Regions from separate parts of the Mus musculus genome. Here region 1 is linked to region 2. A link is a contact called in public promoter capture Hi-C data. All regions are on one chromosome and are shown on one strand. The core of a region is the stretch at or near the end of the contact, and the rest is flanking DNA. Distances in the headings are between cores, read along the strand shown.

What was found. Promoter capture Hi-C pulls out the DNA fragments that hold promoters and counts their contacts.
Region 1: a contact with region 2 is called in a promoter capture Hi-C map of the C10 cell line, with 2.7 times the contacts expected there. The contact joins two enhancer-like sites. A contact is called at or near these places in 4 of 39 promoter capture datasets (the C10 cell line, liver and pre-B cells), 1 of 115 datasets of contacts at active chromatin or transcription factors (pancreatic cancer cells) and 1 of 9 other capture datasets (pancreatic islet).

Annotation. Positions count from the first base shown.
Region 1 is chr2:30,341,726-30,345,914 of GRCm38.p6, forward strand. It overlaps Nup188 (nucleoporin 188), which reads left to right. Exons shown (of 44, transcript NM_198304.3): 38 at 1-104; 39 at 648-722; 40 at 808-1,065; 41 at 1,197-1,328; 42 at 1,550-1,623; 43 at 1,736-1,865; 44 at 1,977-2,541. The coding sequence ends at 2,153. Sh3glb2 (SH3-domain GRB2-like endophilin B2) reads right to left here. Exons shown (of 12, transcript NM_001289709.1): 11 at 3,974-4,189; 12 at 3,052-3,702. The coding sequence ends at 3,595. Among named protein-coding and RNA genes, the nearest start is that of Sh3glb2, 15 kb to the right of the region's middle. Within about 2 kb of position 2,171, at least 15 of the 459 cell types and tissues checked have an H3K27ac peak or open chromatin away from gene starts, as enhancers often do.
Region 2 is chr2:29,818,350-29,822,794 of GRCm38.p6, forward strand. No RefSeq gene overlaps it. Among named protein-coding and RNA genes, the nearest start is that of Urm1, 6.8 kb to the right of the region's middle. Within about 2 kb of position 1,947, at least 299 of the 459 cell types and tissues checked have an H3K27ac peak or open chromatin away from gene starts, as enhancers often do.

The sequences.
Region 1 (4,189 bases), core at 921-3,420, 520 kb after region 2:
CCTGCCTGGAGGAAGCAGATCACACCGTGGGCTTCATCCTACAACTGTCCCACTTCAGGAAGGAGTGGCACTTCCATCTGCCTCAGCTCATGCGTGATGTTCAGGTGGGCCTCGGACATTGCTTCTTTGAGGGTCTGAAGAAATCAGACCTGGGCAGGGAGTCAGTGGGTCTCCTCGGTGAACTGGAGGCGTCTCTGAATGTGGGCTTCTTGCTTGGGGCACAGGTTTGACTCAGGCTGCTTACTCAGGCTAGCTCTTCCCTCCATAGTGAAGTGAGACTGGATGAGTTGAGAACTTGGGCTCTTTGAGGTAGACTTAGGTTCAAAACCCTCAGGAGAAGGCCTAAAGCTGGAGGAGCCCACAGGCTTGAGAGGCAGTAGGCTGTGGCCATGGCTACTCTCTCTATGACCTTGGCCAGTCACATCAACTCTCTCCTCCTTCAGTGGACATAGTAGTAATCCCATCTTGCTGATGTCTGAGGCCTGTACGATGCCAGCAGTGCAGGGAAATGTTCTAGGCCTGAGTCCTGCTGGTTGGCTGTTGCGTTAGAGCATCAGTCAGTGGGAGGTGAGGCATGCTGGGTCCTGGGGGAAGATTTGTTTATAGGGCTGCCTCCATGAGTTTTTCCTGTCCCTCCTGTGTCCCAGGTGAACCTGGGTTACTTGTGCCAGGCCTGTACCTCCCTCCTGCACAGCCGCAAGATGCTGCAGCACTACCTACAGGTAATGAAAGCCCCTAGCCCGTCACCGCTGGCAGTGCCACCCTTGATCTCCTATGACTCACCCTTCATTTCTTGACTCTCCTCAGAACAAAAATGGTGATGGCCTCCCTTCAGCTGTCACTCCCCGAGCTCAGCGGCCATCCACCACCACCACCACCACCACCACCACCACCGCTCTGGCTACCCCAGCTGGCTGCTCCTCCAAGCAGCCTACTGCTGACACTGAGGCCTCAGAACAGCGAGCCTTACACACAGTCCAGTATGGGCTTCTCAAGATTCTCAGCAGGACCCTGGCAGCCCTGCGCCACTTCACTCCGGATGTCTGCCAGATCCTGTTGGACCAGGTACTAGTTGCCACCTCAAAACTAAGGCTAGGTTCCCACAATAAGCCTTGAACCTGGGCTCTGCAGTATACTGTACTGTGCTTTGGAGAACTCCCAGCGAGTTCCAGAGTGCTGGCTTTTTTGTCTTTCAGTCCCTGGATCTTGCTGAGTACAACTTCCTCTTTGCCCTAAGTTTTACCACTCCCACCTTTGACTCTGAAGTGGCTCCCTCCTTCGGAACCCTCTTGGCCACAGTGAACGTGGCCCTCAACATGCTTGGAGAGGTAAGCTGGTGAGGTGGCCCCCCCACATAACTTCCCACTTGTTTTAGAAATATAGAACATATCCAGCCCCTGGAGCCTAGGCCTCTTCCTACAGGGGCATGCTAGGAGTTCCCACCGAGTACCCTGTGAGGTACCAGGGAAGTTGGGATGCAAGACCTCCAACTAGAAGCTCTAACTGGCCACTCTTACTGCTAACTTGATTTTTATATTGCTTCCTATAGCTGGACAAGAAAAAGGAATCCCTCACCCAGGCTGTGGGACTCAGCACACAAGCAGAAGGGACCCGAACATTAAAGTAAGGCCTGAGGCTTGCCGCCTGGAGCAGCTATGGGCTGCTGTTCTCCCATCTGCGGCTCAGCTGTGTCTGTCAAATACTTTTGCGATATTGCCCATACCTGCCTCTCCAGGTCCCTCCTGATGTTCACCATGGAGAACTGCTTCTACCTGCTCATCTCCCAAGCAGTACGCTACCTCAGGGACCCGGCTGTGCACCCCCGGGACAAGCAGCGGATGAAGCAGGAGCTGAGCTCGGAGCTGGTATGGATGCTGGGCTGGCCAGCAGGGAACGCTGTTTGGATGCTGCCGGTTTTGTCATTTGGGTCAGGAATAGTGGCCCTGGACCTCATTAATCTGCTGCTTTTCTTGCAGAGCACGTTGCTTTCCAGCCTCTCACGATACTTCAGAAGGGGGGCCCCCAGCTCCCCTGCTGCTGGAGTCCTGCCCTCACCACAGGGCAAGGCCACCTCTCTCTCCAAAGCCAGCCCAGAATCTCAGGAGCCTCTGATCCAACTTGTGCAAGCCTTTGTCCGGCACGTGCAGAGATAGGGCGCCGACTGCTGTCTACCTGCTGCTCCTACCAACCTGCACTGCAGCCTGGGTAGAGGGCGCTGCCACCACAAGGCCAGCCACTGAGCAGGCAGCTCCCTTCGTCGTCCTCCTGCCCACCCGCTGACATTATTTTTATATAGCTAAAGAGGTCAACAGCACGGGCAGGGAGCCAAGGGGCTGGGTGCTCAGACTCTTAACAATATCCCAAGGTGGCCCCTTTCCTCCGAGCATTCCCATGGCACTTCACCAGCCAGGGAGGCCCTGGGTGCTGGCAGCACAGGAGAGTCCTGTGTGTAGTGAGGGTTTTCCATGATCTATTCTTGCAGTTTTTTTGGTAATACCGTGGTCTATTTATACAAATATTAAAAGTGCTGTTTATAGAGCCTGTGTCATGTGGCAACTTTCAGAGGCCCCAGATGTTGGGGGTAGGGAGGTGGCTGACTTTCAGTACCTGCCCATTTAGTCGTAGCAGCCTGTCAGGACAGGCACACAAGGGAGAGTCTAGGTCTCAGTGTACAGTTCTTCCTGCTGTGGAGCCCCAGCATGCCCACTGGGACCATCTAAAATAAAACATGGCCATACTAGGTGCTCCTAGAATCAGGCTGATGTAGGGCTCCCTGCCTGCCAGGTAAAACCTCCAAGGGGTAGATGCTCTTTTGCCCCGTAACTGTTGGTTACTGAAGCTTACCCGCTCCCTGACAGGCAAACCACTATTGTCCCATGGGTCCAGGGTTAGGGACGGACATTTTCCTTACGAAGAGTGTTGTGAAATTGTATGCGCGGAACACTGGGACCTGGGATGCTGTAGGACTTTTCCTCTGCTCTGTATGTGGAGCAGCCAGTGCCATGGCTCCATGCAGCCTTACCCCAAGAGGCCAATGAAGTCTTCCATCCACTTTCAGGGTGGCTCATGGACTGAGATCCTGATTCGCACACAAAGGATTTATTTGCCAGAGAGCAAGCAGACAGGCAGAGGTCAGAATGTTAGTTAGAAACTGAAGGAATGACTGCTGTAGCCACTGTGCCCAGCCAGAGCCATGAGGGAAGTGGGAGGCAGCACTTGGTGCTGCTGCTCTGGCTGACCCTTCTGGTTTCCTGCCACACTCCTAGCCCTGCCTGTGTGCTGCTGTCCCCCTCAACCTTCCACAGCCAGAAGGCAGATGTTCTTTCATGCCAAGAGCATCCATCCCCAGCATATCCTGGGCCCATGGTGGTGTCAAATGTAGTGACCCTTCTGCCTTAAGGGAGCTGGGAAGCCTGGGGTGTGCAGGGTTGCAGGTCAGAAGCAGGACTAGCAGAGGGGCCTGGGGCCATTCTGTCTTGTGGGCTCTTTAATAGCTGAATGACGGGCACAGCCAGAAAAGGGTTAGGTCCCTTATCCTAAGCAGCTCTGTGGCCAGCAGACGACTCTAAGTGGCAGAGCCTGGGAAGGGGCTGCTTAGCTGAGAAGTTCCAGGTAGGTGACAGGAACCTTGCCCTTCTTGTTGCCTCTCTCACCAATGAGCCAGTCGGGATCCATGCCTGGCAGGCTGTAGACAGTGATGAGCTGTTGGAGGAGAGAAGAAACTTATGCCCTAGACATGGGTGGGCCTAGTCCCAGGACTAAGCCAGGCTAAAGCTGCTACCTCCCAGTGAGAGATGTCACTTCAGGGCTGTACTGGGCCATAGACATTAGGGACTGCTCCTGCAGACCTATAGTCACTTCCCCTGACTCCCACAGCTCCTCCCCAGGGTCCAGGGGTTCCATGAGAGTGAGCAGAGTTGTGCAGATTCAGTGTCCCTGGTCCGTCCAGCTCTTCCTGCCCCTCAGGACCAACCTCATCAGCCAGCAGGGCCAGCTCACTGCTGTCAGCTGCCTCGTAGTCGTAGAGCACCCGGGCCTTTCGAGTCCCACTGGCTGGGGGAGCCACCTCCTCCAGGCAGAGGGCTGCCTCTTCTGGAGGGGCCAAGACAGCCCCAGTAGGTACCACAGGCATGGTGGCCGCAGTGGTGGTAGGTGAGGTGCTGCTCAGGGGTGGGGAGGCAGGCTCTGT
Region 2 (4,445 bases), core at 697-3,196:
GTGAAGGTTACCCAGGAAAACCTTATCTTCAAAAAATTAAATTAAAAATAAAAAAAAAATTTTTTTAAAGATCTTGCAGGCAGTGATGGTACATGCCTTTAATCCCAGCACTCGGGAGGCAGAGGCAGGCGGATTTCTGAGTTCGAGGACAGCCTGGTCTACAGAGTGAGTTCCAGGACAGCCAGGACTACACAGAGAAATCCTGTCTCGAGAAACCAATAGATAGGTAGATAGATAGATACCAATAGATAGATAGAGATAGATATCTGGTGATGCATACCTTTAGTCCTAGCACTCAGGTGAGATCTCTGTGATTCCAAGGCCAGCCTGGTCTACAAAAAGAGTTCTCGGTCAACCAGGGCTACATAGTGAGACTCCATCTCAACAAACTGGATGGTGGGGTACAAGAGCCTGCTGCTAAGCTTGACAGTCTGATGGATCTGCAGAACCTACATGGTGGAAAGAAAGAACTGACTGTATGTTGTCCATCCCAAACACCCACGCACGTGCGTGCACGTACACACAATCAGCAGTTAATAATGTAATCAAAACATTCCAAACAAGGCTGTTCCCACTTTTACACTGGGACTACTAACCCCTCCTTGAGGGGCTGACAGCTCTTGGACCTGCATCTGATTGTCCCCAGACCGTGCGGAGCCCTCTTGAGTACACACAGTAATTGACCAATACATGCTTATAGTATTAACTTACATAGCTACTGCTCTTGGGCAGCTCCTCACATTAAGTACTTGACAGTTGCAGAGCACCTATGGGTTCACCTAAGCAGATAGAAAAAGCTGCCTGCCATGGGGGCGAGGTCTAGGCCCCAGATCCACCTCACGGAGCAGCAGTGGCAGCTGCTAGAAGATGGACCCAATGAGGTGTGCCCTGGGACACAGGAACACTGCTCTGTTGGCTTTGAAATGTTCTCCCTGTATAGCCTTATCTGTCCCACAACTTGCAGGAATCGTCCTGCCTCGTCCCAAGGGCTGGGAATATGAGTTCTTTGCACCAGGGCCTAGCACCAGGAAGCCTTTCAAGGAAGCATGCCAGGCAGACTAGGTCAAGGCCCACAAAAGAAACAGTAGACCAGATGGGCATGGGTCTTCACACCTTTGATCCCAACCCTTGGGAAGCAGAGGCAGAGATCTCTGCTTTCAAGCCAACCTAGTCTACATAGTTTCAGGCCAGCGAGGGAGCATAGTGAGACGCTGTCAAAGGGGAGGGGTGGGGCAGACTGGAAGGATGGCTCTCAGTGGCTAACTTGCTGAGGGGTTCTCAGCACCCATACACAGCACACATACATGCAGGCAAAGCATGCATATGTATGCATATGCATAAGACAAAAATAAATTTTGTTTTAGAGTATGACTATACTTCAGAGGAAGATGCTATCAGAAGGGTTGAAATATAAATTTGAAATATAAGGGTCCAGAGAGACAGCTCAGCCATTAAGAATTCATATTGCTCTTGTAGAGGACTAGAGACTCCAGCACCATCATGGAGTGACGCGAATCTGCTGCCTTTGACTCCAGTTCTGGGGAGTCCATTCGATGCCTTCTTCTGGACTGTGCAAACACTGCAGTAACAGGATATATATATACACAATTAACAGAGTAAATAAATAACTAGTAAAAACCCGTAAGGCGATAGAGCTGTATGGTTGGGGAAAGGAGTCATTGCCGGAAGGTGGGGGCAGGGAACCCTTCCCGAAGGGGCCCCCTTGGAGGTCAACCACTCCATTATTGACTCTTAATGGCCACCAAGCACAGAACAGGTAGGACTTTATCCTCCGCCTGCTGATGAGGAACCAGAGACGAGGAGGAGTAAAGCCTCTCCAAACATCAGAGTCTGGAGGTAAACGTCCCCGCCCCCACCCCGCTCCGCCTCCTTGCTGAACAGGGCGCTGCTGGAAGGAGCCAGCCTCCTGCATCCTTGGAGGTCCAGCAGTGCTTGGACAGGCAAGTGGCTGCCCAGGCCAGTGTGTGGCTATCGCTTTCAATTCCTAGGAAGAAGGTTAAATATCTTCCAGAGGCCCCTAGAGGCGGTTGTGGAGAGGGCGGGAGAGGAGGGGGCGACCCAGTGACTTTCAAAGGGGCCCTGAAAGCTTAGCCACCCCTCCCCCGGGCCGCGGCTTCCTCCCGGCCTAATCAAATTCTGGGCTCAGCCCTAGTCTTTGGCGGCAGTTTAACCCGAGCCCGGGCGGATTTCTTTCTCACTGATCTCAGCTTGACACCCAATTAGCACAAGAATGGGAGGAGGAAGCCTGTGAGAGGCGCCTCCCAGCCTCCCGGGGCGCGCGAGGGGGCAGGCGGGAAAACAAAGGGCGGCGGGCAGGGGGGCACTTGCGCCCTCGCCTCCGCTGCGACCTGCCATTGTCTCTCTTGGAGCTTCAGAGAGGATGGAGGACTACGCCCTGGCTCTCTGGCTGGGGCCCCGGACCCTCTACTGCAAGGGATACTAGGGGAAAGTTATTTGTGAGACTCTGGCCTTAAGTGAGAAGTAGTGGGGAGGGCCAGGATCCCGAAGGCACGGCCTTCGGAGACTCAGTTTTGTCATCTGAAAAATGGGAGGAATATACAAGGTGTAGTCCAGTGGCTCTACTGCTTGGCACCACAGAGCTCAGTAGACAAATGTTCTTTGAGGGAACACAATACCCAGCCTGTACTGTTTCTAACTGATAGGTTAAGCTTGGTTCTGGACGCGAAGTGGCAGTAGCATCAGGCTCAGTGCTGCCAGCATGAGTTCTTTGCAGAGACTTCTGTTCAGATGAAGCCTGAACTTGGATTCATCAAGTTCCTGAAAGGGACTCCCATCAGAACTGTTGGGGTGATAGGCAGTGGTGGCGCACGCCTTTAATCCCAGCACTTGGGAGGCAGAGGCAGGCGGATTTCTGAGTTCGAGGCCAGCCTGGTCTACAGAGTGAGTTCCAGGATAGCAGGGCTACACAGAGAAACCCTGTCTCCAAAAACCAAAACAAACAAACAAAAAACAAAAAAGGGCTTGCTGCTTTTTCTAAGGACCATTTGGTCCCTAGTAGCCAGCTCCAGAGAATTCACCCTGTTCTGCTTGCTCTCTCTCTCTCTCTCTCTCTCTCTCTCTCTCTCTCTCTCTCTCTCTCTCTCTAAAAGGGCTTGCTGCTTTTTCTGAGGACCATTTGGTCCCTAGCAGCCAGCTCCAGAGAATTCACCCTGTTCTGCTCTCTCTCTCTCTCTCTCTCTCTCTCTCTCTCTCTCTCTCACACACACACACACACACACACACACACACACACACACAGAAATCTAAAAACAAAAACATTATGAAGAGCTGTGGAAGTAACTCGGTCTGGTGGGACCTCACTGGCCAGTCACACATCCTCAAGGCCCCCCCATCCCGTCTCGGTGAACTTGTCTAAGGGGGGAAAAATTCAAGGTTTGTTATTTCTCCTTCGGAACTCCTCCCACTTGTGGGAGTTTTTATTTTCCTTAACATTTTTTTTTAGTTTTATTTTATTTTGCCTGTATATATGTATGTGTACCATGTATGTAGCCGGTATCCAGGAGGTCAGAAGAGGGCTGTAGGACTTCCTAGAATTGGAATTTGGATAGTTGTGAATCATCATATGGGTGCTGGGAATTGAACCCTGGTCCATTGGAAGAGCAGCCAGTGCAGCTACTGAGCTGTCTCTCCAGCCTGTCCTTAATAATCGGAGGGAGGGAGGGAGGGAGAGGGAGAGGGAGGGAGGAAGGAAGGAGGAAAGAGATAGGAAGAAAAGTCAAGCTTAATAGCTAGTCCAAGTCTTTAATCCCATAGGCAGTCAGACATCTCTGTGAGATTGAACCAACCTGGCCTGTGTGTGTGTGTGTGTGTGTGTGTGTGTGTGTGTGTGTGTGTGTATGTATGTATGTCAAGGCCAACCAGGGCTACATAGTGAGACCCTGTCCCAAAAATAATTAAAATGGATGGCTCCTGAGGAGTGACACAGGCTAACCTGGCCTACACACACACAAACTAGAAAGGAGTGGGGAGGTAGCTCAGTATTAGAACTCTTATCTAGTGTGCGGGAGACCCTGCGTCAATCCCAAGCCCCGGCATGAAAATGGAGCCAGAGTGGTTAGGCTTAGCGTGATGGTGTAGACACCTATAATCCCAGAAGAGAAAATAACCCCAAAAAGAAAAAAAGAAACACGGCCTGGAGAGGCTGGCTACTCTTCTAGGGGACTCTGGTTCTGAGCACCCACAAGGCAGCTCACAACTGTCTGTAACCCCATGTTCTAGGAATCCAACAACCCCCCCTCCACACACACATATATTCAAGCAAAGCACCAATGTATAATAAGTAACAAATACATAAGGATCGTTAAAAAGAGAAGAAGGAGGTTTCCTCTTGGGAGTGTGAGGTGACTTAGTAGCTGCTGCTCTTAGTTCAGTTCCAGGTCCACAAAGCAGAAGGAGACAAGCAA